Regions from separate parts of the Zea mays genome. Here regions 2 and 3 are each linked to region 1. Evidence: chromatin contacts called from public Hi-C data. All regions are on one chromosome and are shown on one strand. The core of a region is the stretch at or near the end of the contact, and the rest is flanking DNA. Distances in the headings are between cores, read along the strand shown.

Region 1 (2,700 bases), core at 33-2,532:
TCATTTTCAAGTCACCCAATAGTAAAAAAGGTGGCATGTGGCACAGGGAGACAGCATAAATAAATTAGAGAAAGTGGCGTCATTCCAATGACACTTTTTGTTTGCTTGCTAAAAGGTAGCTACACCGACGCCGCGATCTCATCGTGACTCTTCTAAATGGCAATTTTATTTTTGTCTTTTATTTATTTGGAAATCAGTTTAAGTAAATTTGCATTTTCAGTTTATTGCGATGACGGTTCTATGGTTAGATTGTCGATTCTTTTTTTATGCGTTAATTTTATTGAGTTAGTTCAGATCTGTTCTGTTCTAATGAAACGTATACTATCTGCCAGTAGATCTGAGTTTTTTTGTTTTATACTGTATTGTCAATTTAATCTTAGGCCCTACCAATTTTTTCTATACTTATTTTATTTTTTTTCTTGGAAAAATATGAATCCCTTGTAAAAATAGAGTTCTTAAACTAGTTCTAAAATATATCTAACTGAGTTATGATATATTTTTTTTTTGCCTTTTCTCACTACGACGCTGCCGTCATAGTATCTTCAACCCAAATGGCTACAGATAAACAGGTCTCCTCATCCTTACTGTCATGCATCGGGAGAAGACTAATTGAGTTTTGTGAAACACTCTTGGTGTGAATGCTCTCCACTTCCACGGCGGGTAGTCTTCAACAATTCGAGTCAGGCGGTGCTATATGTCCATGCGTATTCGCTGTCAGCTGATCCGAGCACTTTATTTCTCCACAACAATGACCACCGGTAAGATACACACCCTATGATCTAATAATATCGTGGCTTTGTTTAACCTTACTAGTGTATAAGCTATGCTTACACTAGTATTTATGTTCATATATATATTGGTTAATCTAACTAGCTAGTATACGAGCTATGCTTATACTAGAATATATATGATATTGTCATGATTTATGTTCTGGTTTTAATCTAAATTTTTTAATTTGGAACAGATAAAGTATATATAATGTATAATACATATATGTATAAATAATCGAAATATTATTTTGCTAAAATAAAGAGGCATGGACGCCAGGCGGCCCAACCGTATCCGGCTTCAGTGGCCCAGCAACCCTTACGTAATTCTTCTTGCAAGTGGAGGATAAGGACATCATCACTCATTTTCAAGTCACCCAATCTGATAATACCCCTTCCTGGAAGGTCCAATGTATGTATGTTCCACGTGCTAGCACCCTTTGCCGAAATCTGCGTTGTGTGAGACATATGAATTAAGAGCTAGATCCATTATTGACACATGCATGCATGCTCTCAAATGCACAGATGCTCCATACCTCTCTCGAATCATAGCCTGACATATGTGCTATAATAATATGGAAAATTAATTATTAATATGTCTCTCTGTTCATATATGGCATGCAGCTGATGATTCACGTGCAATACATAGCGCGTTGTGCAGACGAACATGGCAAATTAAATTTGTCTATAAATTTAGCCATCGTCCACACAGCTTAAGATTGTAAAATTGTTGTGCTAGCTTAGCTTGTATGTGCTGAGCTTTGGCTCCCCCCGGCGCACCGCTGAAGCCTCGACTCGCAGGCAGCCATGCCGATGAGAATCGAGCGTGATCTCCACATGGCCACAGGGAACGGAGAAACTAGCTACACAAAAAATTCTAGGATTCAAGTAAGTAATTATTACTCTCTCAGCGTTATTTGTTTCCAGCACGCATGCAGCTGCATGCTTCTTCTGTTGCATATATAATGTTTCTGTTGGATGCATGCATGGCAACAGGAGAAAGCTATGTTTCAGATGAAGTCGGTCCTTGAGGAGGCCACTAGAGCAGTATGCACAGCTCTCCTCCCACAAACCATGGTTGTGGCCGACTTAGGCTGCTCATCCGGGCCTAACACACTGCGCTTCGTCACTGAGGTGACTAGAATCATAGCTCACCATTGCAAGCTGGAGCACAACCGACGACATGACCACCCGCCGCAGCTTCAGTTCTTTCTGAATGACCTGCCCGGTAACGACTTCAACAATCTCTTCCAGCTCATCGAGCAGTTCAATAAGTCATCGACGACACACAAGGGAGATGCAGCAACTGAGGCACTACAGCCTCCTTGCTATATCTCCGGATTGCCGGGCTCCTACTACACTAGGATCTTCCCTAGCGAAAGCGTTCATCTTTTCCACTCTCTGTTCTGCCTTCAGTGGCGCTCTCAGGTATGCATTCCCACAACCGTACCGCAAGAGATATGCAGTTCACCACTCACAAGTCTTACCTGTCAGAGCTTGTCTGTTGCTTGTCCGATCCATGCTTTTGAGTGTTTTAATTTGAAACAAACCTATATATAGTTGCTCTTTGTTTGACCGTCTTTTTTTTCTCTCTCTATGTATACATATACAGGCACCAGAGCAATTGAAGGGCACCCAAAAATCATGCCTAGATATCTACATCACAAAGACTATGTCACCATCGATGGTGAAGTTGTTTCAACATCAGTTTCAGAAGGACTTCTCCCTCTTCCTCAGGCTACGCTATGAGGAACTCGTGTCTGGTGGCCAAATGGTTCTAACATTTATTGGAAGGAAGCATGAGGATGTGTTCGCTGGAGAGTCCAACCATCTTTACGGATTGCTTGCGCAGTCACTGAAATCCCTAGTTGATGAGGTAAACTAAATATAGATTATTGTTGCTTTAATCATTCTACTAGCCATTAGGTAATGA
Region 2 (2,700 bases), core at 38-2,537, 150 kb before region 1:
CCAGTTTGGCACAGCTTACCTTCAGTAGTCAAATTTCTAGCAACTTTCTAGGTGAAGCTAAGCTGTTTTGCAAGAAGTGTTTCGCAAAACAGCTTTACCAACAGCTTAGAGAAAAATAAGGGAGAAAACCATGAAAAGCTACTTTTCCCAGCTGAGCATAAAAAATAACTTCACCGATGAAGCTGTTTTGAAGAAAAAAAACAAGCGTTTGGCAAAAAAAGGTCATGAAACTGTTAGTGAAGCTGTGCTAAACAGATACTTATTCAGTTTAGCAGGATGCAGGAATCCTTGTTCTGATGACCCGTAGCAATAGCTACTTTTATATTTCGTACAGTGTATATGTACTACAATTTTGTATATTGATTTATACAGACTACTATTATTATATATTATGTACTTATGTAAATCGGTCTAAAAATATAAAACCAATTACTAAAAATGTAACAAGAATAAATGTTGATGTTAAAATAAAGATTACGCACCCAAAAGTTGAAGGACATTCCTTGACATATCTCATTGTTATGCAATACGCCTTCCTAAATTTCGCTGGATGATTCAAGTTTTTTTAAAAAAATTATTCATTCGCTGTCCATTTTATGCTCATTAATGGTATTTTTGTTTGTTACATTTATCGTATGTCATGACACTAGACCAGTGAGTGTAGCTTGGTGGATTGCCTAAAGTACTTCGCTGTGGTGGAGCATCTTGACAGCTATCGTTGTGACCGTTGTTGGCACATCATTGCTGCCAAATATCTTTCTCTTAGATCAAAAGTTGATGAGGTAATTATGTTCAACTTTGTATTAATTATCACTGCACTGGAAATTCTATTGCGCCCTTTGCAATGTTGAGTATGACAACTACATTGATAACTGTTACAGGAAAAGGTTAGCAAAGCTTCAATCCTGTGTCGACTGTGGCACTTGCAGTTGCAGGGATATGTTCCCCCTGGAGTCACTGCCATGTTCATCATCTTCACGAGCAACAAAGCAGCTGATTATCAGTCAGTGCCCGAAGGTATCCAAAATTTAAGTACTCGTTGAGACTCACATCAACTGTCATAAAATTAGGTAACACCTCAGTTGTTTCTCATCCAAATACCAGTGGAGACAAAGATGTGATTGTTGAAAGAACGCATCTAAGCCTTAACTTTGTAATACATATTAGCCAAGTAATGGTGCAGGAGTATTTCGTAAAATTGTAGGGCGCCCGAAGGGCGCCTTATGTTCTAGTAACAAAAAAGCTCTCCATCAAACTGCAGCTTAAAGTAATCCTACGGCGATCGCAGGATCTGACGAGTGACAAGGACGAGCCACAGCCACCCCGCGTCTCGTGCTCCTCTGCTCGCTGCCCAACGAACGCCGCGTGTCGTGATCCTAATCCAGCGCCGGAATGCCCGAGGTGGCAGCACCCCCGCCGCTACCGCCGCTGTTGGCGGTGGCGAGCTCCCCGGCGTCTGCTGCGCTGCCGCGGGCGAGGCGGCGGCAGCAGCGGAGGGGGTGGCGGCGCCCGCGCGGGTTGCTGGTCTGGGGCGCCCTCGTGGCCTTCTTCTTCATCATGAACTGGTGGATGTTCTCTCGACTTCAGGACCCCTCGGCGCGCCCGCACTTTCGGCTGAGGCGCCATGCGCCCCGCGCGTCCGCCACTGCCAATTCGTCGCTCTTGACTCTGGTAATGCCGCGGTTGGCCTCCTTTACTGACTGATGAGTGTCTAGTAGCTATCATCCGTGAGGTTGATGTGACTAGTTTGCTGGAGCGATTGATATAGGGTGATGACTCCGTAGATTTCAAAGGGTTAGCTTAGCCAAGTGTGGTTGTGGCGTTTCTTACTTCCACTTCTCAATCTCCCTTGGTCTGTAAGTTAATTTGCTTTGGGGGAGATCAGGAATGTTTTTAAGCTGTGTTAATGTAAAAATACTGCTAAATTGTTCAGTTGCAATTGTGTAATTCTACATCTAGCTTTTAATTCAGGCTAAGTCTCCAGTAACAGTCTTCATGGCATGACATTATTATGTTATCTTGCACCTAAAGCCACACACACCCACTCTATTTCAAACTGTTGGGGAATAGAAAGGATTGAACCAGTGTCGGAAGCTCTATATAGGTGGGGTCTGTGGAAGGATAAACCAAGACAAGTCTTCTCTTTGCGAATACAGAGATACTTGCTTAGTGAGATAACTCTCACCTGCCCTTACTGTATCAGAATAAAACAGACTTAAATATTATTTTGACCTTCTATCTGTCAAAACATTGGCATGTTTGGGGCAGATGCATCAATAGTTTCATACTTCACCTGTCTTTTAGTACGATCCGGGTTTTATAGTAACTGATAATATACTGTATGGTAAATCAATGGTCAACTTTTGGTGTTTATGTACATTCTTTCTAATGCATGGTTTTTATTACTGAGATGTTTTAAGGAAGAGGTGGCTCGTGCTGCTAAGGGGAAGAGGGCACATACGGTTATGCTCACCCAGTTGCTCGCTTTGGCAAGCCATGCTTTGGCAGAGGTAACATTCATAAATGCAGCTACATGCTCTTTACATATTCTGAACTGGGCATATATTGCACATACATGCACATTGAATATGTCATTTGTAATGACAATGTGTAATGCTAATTACCTAGGCAGAAACCAGGCCTGAACCTAAGGATCTGTGGGAAGAGCCGATAAACGCTACTATGTGGAGACCGTGTTCT
Region 3 (2,843 bases), core at 212-2,711, 220 kb before region 1:
GCACCCTTTTTCAGAACCTCCAGAATTGGTGTGAGAGTTTTGCCCTTTCTAATAAGAAGGACAAAGTTATCTCGATGCTTGGGAGTAAAGAGTTCTCCGTCAAATCATTATACTCTAGTATCAAAAATGATACGGTGAAAGCCCCATATAAATTTCTTTGGAAAATCAAACTGCCTCAAAAAATAAAATTTTTCTTTTAGTTGCTGTTGAAGGATCGTATTTTGACCAAAGTAAATCTCTTAAAAAGAGGTTGGGTGGGTGCGCCCGATTGCAATTTCTGCGGAATTAGTGAATCCTCTAAGCATCTTTTGTTTAAATGTTCTGTAGCGAAATTTATTTGGAGAATTGTCCAGGTCGCCTTTAATCTGCCCTATACTCTTGCTAATGCTCCGCACTTATACGGTGACTGGATTCTGTCTTTTAATAAGTCAGTTCGCAATCTGGTGATGGTGGGCTGTGGGGCAGTTTTTTGGGCTATCTGGAGAATAAGGAATAATGCTTGTTTTAATGGCTTGTTGGTTTTTGATCCTATTGAAGTAATCTTTAGTTGCTGCTTTTGGCTCGATTCTTGGTCTGTTTTGCAGAGTGAGACAACAAAAAAGATGTTGTTGGAAGGGAGTGTGCGAATTCGAAGGACGATAAATAAGTTCTTTGCGCACGCGAATGGATGGGCGCCTATGTCGAGAAGGATCACGGGATGAAAAAAGTCTTACATATCTCTGGCTTAACGTTGTGAGGTGGCGGTTTAGTGGCTTTCGTTGAGTCACCGGGCTTCTGGATTGTAATACGTCGCTGTGCTTGTTTCTCTATGGTCTAAGTTCTTCTCGATCCTGAGTTTCGCTAAGTCGAGCTCAATAAAAACCCTAGGGATTTCGTTCTTTAGTAAGTCTGGTTAGTTGATGTCTACCTGCTAGGGCGTTGAAGACTATAGCTTCTTAATTAAAACTTCCCCATGTAAACCGTACTGTAAACGTATCCTGTGATCATGGAGCTTTTGTGCTCATATGAACACTTTAAATCTGGTACATTCATTTCTCATCCAGTGGCAGTGGCACACAAAAGAGATAGACGGCGTGGCGCAAAAAGGGCGGCACAGAAGAAATTAGGAAATATCTATTCACACTTGAATGAAAAATGAAGACACTAGATTTAAAGTACTCATATAAGCACAAGAGCTCAATGAATACAGGATATGTTACCGTATATGTTTCCTATTTTCTAATGAAACAGGGGTAATTCCCCTTCCTGTCAAAAAAAAAAAGCCAACTGGTCTCCTCCTTTCACCTCTCGCATCCTCATGGAGAGTCACTGACACGTGGGCCGTCGTCCCTGTCTGACCCCACGCGTCGGTGCCACAGCGGCAGGAAGCTTCCATGCCCGTGCCGAGCGCCGCCGTCGCTTGGTCACCTACTCACCTCCAGCTCCAAAGTCGCGGCGACACGCTTCTAGAACCGCGTCGCGGCGTGTATAACGAACGCATCATGCGTGAGGCCATGGACGATTTCATTTCCGAATCGATCCCTTCCCTTTCGGTCGCCACCTCTAGATTACCTCGCCTCAGCTGTCACCGACGGCGACGCGTTTCTTCGCGCAGCGCGCTGCGCCTTTAAAAACTCCCGGAGCCGGCCAGAGACCACGAGACAGAGCAGGCACAGAGTTCATTCACCGCCGGCTCCTTCATAGTTCATTCCCGAGGCAGAGATTTTTTTTGGGGGGTGAAGCACCGCGCAACTCCTTCTCAGTTCTCAGCGGCAGACATGCAGCGGAACAACTCGTTCGGGACGTCGTGGGCGGACCAGTGGGACTACGGCGGCGACCCGAGCCCGAGGGCGCCGCGCGACGGCGGCGTGGGGGAGAAGACCAAGGCGGCCGCGGCCACCGGCATGAGGAAGGTGAAAGAGGGCACGTCGCAGGGGTTCCAGTGGATCAAGGACAAGTGCCAGCGGAAGAACGGCGGCGGCAACAAGAAGCAGCAGGGCTCCGAGGTCCCTGGGTACTGACCCCTCCTGTCCTCGTCACGTCAGTGCTGTTGCTTGGCAGACAGCAGAATTTTCTAAATTTTTTCTCGGTTCTTGCTGTTGGTACGAATAGTATACTGCGTATAGGTTGTGATCTGATCTCGGTGCTGGTTGCAGTTGTAGAGTAGTTTCATCGTACCTGATATGTCTCCTTGATACTGAATTGGTCACTTCGATATATATAAAAGGATATTTATAAACTTGTATGTTCCTGCTCGTATTTTTCATCTAGACGTAGACGGAGGGCGATACCTTCATGAAACCACCACTTTTCGTGCCTCGTGTTGGTATACCTTCAGTAGGCTAATAAATTAATAATTTGTTTCGAGGTTAATTAAGTTTTAAATATCATGTTAGGCCGGTTGTTTCAAATCTCTAAAGCTAAAATTTAATGGCTGCTCCTACGCATTCGATCATCATGGACTTTCGTGGTGGCCTCAAGGGTGAGTCCCTAACTCCCTATACGTGAGAGCTTTCTCTAAAATCACGCACACAAAGACAGAATGACCTAAAACCTACAAATTAATGTTTGACCATGTATGTCTACATGCAACATGCGGATATTATTCAATGCACATGCAACATGGTTTCATATTTAAAATGTGAAAGAAGGTATTTAACATTTCTTTTTTCTAAGCATGTACTACCTCAGTTTTCGAATATTTGCCGTTCACTAGTTATTTTTGAACTGAACGGCGACAAATAAAAAAGAACGAAGAATCGGAGAGAGTATTATCTTTTGCCTATCAAATCACAAGACAAGCTTTGTACAAGTGTTGGAACACAACCATTACGTCTAGAGTCCTGAATTACATGTCTTTCTGA

The links. Hi-C and Micro-C count contacts between places; a contact is called where the count stands out from the background.
Region 2: a Hi-C map of leaf shows a contact between it and region 1, with 4 times the contacts expected there. The contact joins the promoter of LOC103637799 here to the promoter of LOC100500707 in region 1. A contact is called at or near these places in 2 of 25 Hi-C or Micro-C datasets (ear and leaf).
Region 3: a Hi-C map of bundle sheath shows a contact between it and region 1, with 2.6 times the contacts expected there. The contact joins the promoter of LOC103637801 here to the promoter of LOC100500707 in region 1. A contact is called at or near these places in 2 of 25 Hi-C or Micro-C datasets (bundle sheath and leaf).

Annotation. Positions count from the first base shown.
Region 1 is chr9:3,415,363-3,418,062 of Zm-B73-REFERENCE-NAM-5.0, reverse strand. LOC100500707 (anthranilic acid methyltransferase 1) reads left to right here and starts at 1,282. Exons shown (of 4, transcript NM_001196309.2): 1 at 1,282-1,655; 2 at 1,764-2,195; 3 at 2,380-2,643. The coding sequence starts at 1,575.
Region 2 is chr9:3,566,504-3,569,203 of Zm-B73-REFERENCE-NAM-5.0, reverse strand. LOC103637799 (O-fucosyltransferase family protein) reads left to right here and starts at 1,287. Exons shown (of 10, transcript XM_008660846.4): 1 at 1,287-1,671; 2 at 2,421-2,510; 3 at 2,629-2,700. The coding sequence starts at 1,393.
Region 3 is chr9:3,635,765-3,638,607 of Zm-B73-REFERENCE-NAM-5.0, reverse strand. LOC103637801 reads left to right here and starts at 1,461. Exons shown (of 1, transcript XM_008660848.4): 1 at 1,461-2,238. The coding sequence starts at 1,758. The coding sequence ends at 2,000. LOC100383435 (Protein NRT1/ PTR FAMILY 5.8) reads right to left here. Exons shown (of 3, transcript NM_001176085.1): 3 at 2,736-2,843.